2 separate regions of the Bombyx mori genome follow, and region 2 is linked to region 1. A link is a contact called in public Hi-C data. All regions are on one chromosome and are shown on one strand. The core of a region is the stretch at or near the end of the contact, and the rest is flanking DNA. Distances in the headings are between cores, read along the strand shown.

Region 1 (2,700 bases), core at 84-2,583:
ACTTCCGTTCTGCTAATAAAATGGTGCCCGTAGGTACTTTTGTGTATTAATTTGCCAAAAGAAATCCAATACAGCTCGAATTCAAAACACGAACTATACATACCTCAAGTGATTACGTTTCATCGCACGCGTAAATCTCGGTTCCTTTAGGTACGATATATTTTATACCCCGACCCCGCGTATCGGATAGTGTAATACTGTATTCGAGTGTTAATAAACCGTAGTAACGAATATTTACCTCGGCGATACGTAGGGCCGTAAACAAAACGTACGTAAATCAAGTTACCCTTCGCATGTTCCCGATATCTAGAAGCCTGCTGTACTGAACCCGCTTAATACGTCCACATATTTAGTAGTGGACCAGTTTAATATGTGATAAGGAAGATTTCTGAAATCGGTATCTACTTCAATTGTATGTGTTTCAAAGGTATTTTAAGTATCTTTTATATGTGTAAATTGCTTTTTCTTATTTATGTGTAAAGAAGCATTTTTTTTTAATAATTATTATTATATTATAATACACTGTGTGTTAACGGTATGAATATTTACGGATATATATATATGTAATAAGCAACTAACACTAATAAGCAACTAAGCAACAAGGACGCGACAAATATAGCAGCAATCAATAACAAAAAACAATTTTATTATTTGTTACATTTGCTTATTCTTAATGGTATCTTTGCGAGAGCTTTCATACATTAAAAGGAAACCGCTCAAAAAAAAATCATACTTATGTATTTTCACAAGTTCCGTACAACATTCAAACCTATTAATTATCCGCCTATCTAGTCTATCTTGGCTCGAAGGAAACGGATCCCTTTATCTTTCCCCGCAAGTCAAGGATAATGAATTGTGATTGAATATACTCGTGTGTGAGCAGTGTTGTTTTAAAATTGATTTACTGGTGGTGGGATCTCTCTGTGAGTCCGCACGGGTAGGTAACACAACCCCGCCTATTTCTGCCGTGAAGCAATAATGCGTTTCGGTTTGAAAGTTGAGGCAGCCGTTGTAACTATACTGAGATCCTAGAACTCGTATCTCAAGGTGGGTGGCGGCATTTACGTTGTAGATGTCTATGCGCTCCGGTAACCACTTAACATCAGCAATAAAAAAATAATAAGACCACCAAAGAACTAGAAGACTACCAAAGAAAACACAAGAAATAGATTACTCGCAAATACATAAATCTGAGAGCAACGACGAAAAAAAAACCCACAAGTTCATTGAACTAAAGTCAAATAAACAAACATATTTATCAAGCGCACAAAACGAAACAAATAAAGTGCATTTTACTAAACCGCATACGAATCAATGCAAAAAAAGAAAAGATAACATGGCGACGGATTAGCGTTGTCGACCATCGGGCGATGTCGATCGACTTCAGTAACATATGACTGTAGAGTGTATTTTCCTATACTTCTGTTGCGAATTTTTGGACGCTGTAAATTTTTTATACCTGTTTCTTTTTATTGCCACTGTAAGCGGACCGAGCATACGGTACCACCTGATGGTAAGCAGTCACCGTCGCTCATGGACGTCAGCAATACCAGGGGTATGGCCAAGCCGCTACCTACTATTTTTTCTTTATTCTAAGACGGATTGCTCGATTTACATTAATAGGACAGATTAGAATTTTTTCTAATTATTGAACAGCACGAAAAGAAGAATTGTCCACTAATTTACGCTTTTAAAATAAAAAAAGATTTTTGCTACTCATCAGAGCTTACACTGATCGTTGGTACTTTATGCAAGGCCTCCATGGATGCTGACGACACTAATGTGTTGATGAGAGTTATGTTATGTTATCAGTTGTGTTATCAGTTGATTGCTTTTGATTGTAAAATATTTATTCCATTGTGTTCATTAATAAATTAAGGAATAGTATTAAAGAAACTTGTACGGGGAAACGCGCTAATTATATTGCATACGGATGCATTTTACATCGAAATCAGCAAGGCATCGCGTACTCGCGTATCATCATCGTCCATTTGTGATACAAATGATATTATATGATATTATCATTTGTGATACAAATGATATTATAAACATCAAACAATTACGTGGTCATCATTAATCACAACAGATCGGTTGGACAAACCGTACAAAATCAATTTTGAATAAACCTTTTTTTTTCCTACCTAAGCTGAGAGCCTGGAGAGGCTCTTTCAGCGTAACCTTAACTAGTAGGTGAGCTCGCGAGGCTCAAACCTGATGACGTTGCTAACACGAACCCTAGCAAGAGTCGTGCTTCGCAGAATCTAACACCGGATCGGAAACGCGACCCACTGAGAAGATCCGGCGAGAAACTCAGTGGACTGTGTTTGAGGGTTAATTTACTCGTCGAACGATGACCGGTGCTTGAAGTACCTAAAAGCACCGTTAGTGGATCGGGATGATGAATAAACCACAGCACAGTATCAGAACCGTATCGACCAAGTGAACGATACACATAACCTCGTTCATTAACATTACGTTTGTATTTACGACAACGCGATCCTCCACAATAAAAACACGTGAACAAATAAAGCTTTCGAAAGAATACACGTTATTTCTTTTTTTTTTATCGCTTAGATGGATGGACGAGCTCACAGCCCACCTTGTGTTAAGTGGTTACTGGAGCCCATAGACATCTACAACGTAAGTGCGCCACCCACCTCGAGATATAAGTTCTAAGATCTCAGTATAGTTACAACGGCT
Region 2 (2,700 bases), core at 38-2,537, 64 kb after region 1:
ATCTCTCACAAGCCGGCCGAAAGACGTCATAGCATCGATTCGTATCTAAAACAAAATCGTCACCAGATTTACAAAATCCAAAGAAAAATCACTGATTTTGAAATTTAATGTAATCTTTAATTTATGTTTAAAATCTCAACGATTTCATTTCGGAACGCCACAAATCTTTTCGTAATTAGGAAACATTCCCAAGCAATGATTCAAAATTTATTGGCAGAACACAACGAGCGTTCATTCGAAGCGTTTGCCCGCGCTAACGCAGAAAAAGTCCACTTGTCAATTATTTTTGGCGCGAACTCGTTGTAGATGCAATTATTTTTTCTCAACGTGACTAATTGCTCCGCGTATATTATTATGATCACTGTTTTTATATTGCGATTTACAAAATTAAAGGTAATATAACTTTTTTTTTGTTTTTTATCTACACAACGAACTGGCATTTGTTTTGACAGTTACGCACGCAAAACAAAAAATATTGGTCTCTGTAAAAATATGTACAGAAACAAAAGCGAAATTGTACTTATGAATTAGAAGTTTAGCGAAATTATATTTATCATATTTAAAAAAAAAGTACTTTAACACAATATACTAGGCTGCACTAAAAGTATCGGGAATGTAATATTTCCACTGTTCCTATCATATTAAAATCTTTTTAATTGAAATTGCGTAGACAGAGATTTTCATCACCTGAAGAAGCTGTGGACGCCTACAAAACGGCCATTTCGGAGACCCCAACTTCAGAATGGAATGGTTGCTTCAATGATTGGTTCCATCGTATGGAAAAATGTGTCAAATTTCGCGGAGAATACTTCGAAAAGCAATAAATACATTTTTAAATAGTAATGTTGTGTCACTTCGTTAATTCCCGAAATTTTCAGTGCCGCCCTCGTAGTTCGCAATTCGGCTCGCAATTTCATTACAATTTAAGTAAATTAATTCAAGACACGATTGTAACAATTAAATATTATTTACTCTCATGTTATTCAAAAATCTTATTACGTAGCACTTAGTAGTGATCCACGTAGATATTTCGATGAAATCTAATAAATAAATAAAAATTAAATAAAAATCTTTTATTTCGAGACATCATGGTCTAATAGTGTGTTAGCCTTACAAATAACCTAAGAAATAAGTCAGCATTTAAGTAAATCTATCAACTCTAATGTTAATTTAAAAAAAAAGCACAAAAGCGTCAAAATTTGTATGATCGATGTCGGAGTTTAAATACGGAGAGCAAACAGCGTTACTCTCATCGCTACCCATCACATGACACGTTTGACATTTCGGGAATGAATCACGCGTCACTATGCCAAGGGGCGTGCCCTGTCTAGCGGCAAGCACTTCGTGACGCCATTGGCCGATGAGAAATTTTAAGGCGTTTAAGACATTTCAAACTTTAAAGAACAGTCCACGTGGAATAAAGAGAGCGATTATTTCTGTTTTGCTTCTATATCCATTTTTTTTTAATGCTAGATGGGTTGACGAGCCCACAGCCCACCTGGTGTTAAGTGGTTACTGGAGCCCATAGACATTTTACGGCGTAAATGCGCCACCCACCTTGAGATATAAGTTCTAAGGTCTCAAGTATAGTTACAACGACTGCCCCACCCTTCAAACCGAAACGCATAACTGCTTCTAGGCAGGGTGGTGGTACCCACCCGCGCGGACTCACAAGACGTCCTACCACCAGTAATTACGCAAATTACGCATTATACTTGCCAGTGCTTCGAAGAGATACATTTAACGCAGTTCAAGACTTTATTATTTGTAAAATATACACGGCGACTATCATGCTTCATAACAAAGTAATTATCTTCAACTATACAATTTACGAGGTCATCGGACAATGCCTGCTCAGTGCAAAAGCTCGTCTTAAAAAATGTAGCACATACGGAGAAATTGCCTTCGTTTTAAACGTAAAATATAAATAAAACAATGTGTGCGTTTTTATTTTACAGTTTTCAATTAAACCAAACGAAAGCGTTACGAGACACGGACGGAACAATAGAGGAAACTTTAATTTAAGCTGTCTTAAAATTCACACATTTCCCGCAAACTTCATTTTGCGTAATTACTTACACACGGGTGACCTACGCATGTTTTTTTTTATTGCTTATATAAGTGGACGAGCCCACAGCCCACCTGGTGTTGAGTGGTTACTGGAACCCATAGACACCTACAACGTAAATGCGCCACCCACCTTGAGATAAGTTCTAAGGTCTCAGTATAGTGTTACAACGGCTGCCCCACCCTTCAAACCGAAACGCATTACTGCTTCACGGCAGAAATAGGCAAGGTAGTGGTATTTACCCGTGCTTACTCACAGAGGTCCTACCACCACCTCCACTCGGCTCGCACCTGTTTCTGCGGTGAAGCAGTCTGGATTCCAATTTAAAGGGTCTAATTATATACCATAATAATGCTACCAGGTTTGACAAGCCTCACGGTATTGACGACGTGATTTTATCTTCTCCAGTAACTTGTTCAACAAAAAACACATATTTGGATATGTAGCCATCACAGAACACATGATATTTGACAGATGCCTGAATATCACTTACGACATTTTCAAGATAAGTTCGCATATATACAAGTTCCGAATAACAACATTCGGACCGTCGGTATACCGAGCAATATCACCCGCTCGGAGGAAAACTTCCTTTCGTCGTTTAAGCCTCCCAAACGCACCACCACCCGCAA

What was found. Hi-C and Micro-C count contacts between places; a contact is called where the count stands out from the background.
Region 2: a Hi-C map of middle silk gland shows a contact between it and region 1, with 2.4 times the contacts expected there. The contact joins two enhancer-like sites. A contact is called at or near these places in 2 of 7 Hi-C or Micro-C datasets (middle silk gland and whole pupa).

What each region holds. Positions count from the first base shown.
Region 1 is chr24:1,869,823-1,872,522 of ASM3026992v2, forward strand. All of the region lies in intron 1 of LOC101738381 (heterogeneous nuclear ribonucleoprotein L), which reads right to left. Among protein-coding and RNA genes, the nearest start is that of LOC101738381, 70 kb to the right of the region's middle. Within about 2 kb of position 1,334, at least 4 of the 8 cell types and tissues checked have open chromatin away from gene starts, as enhancers often do.
Region 2 is chr24:1,933,579-1,936,278 of ASM3026992v2, forward strand. The region is part of intron 1 of LOC101738381 (heterogeneous nuclear ribonucleoprotein L); the gene reads right to left. Among protein-coding and RNA genes, the nearest start is that of LOC101738381, 6.3 kb to the right of the region's middle. Within about 2 kb of position 1,288, at least 7 of the 8 cell types and tissues checked have open chromatin away from gene starts, as enhancers often do.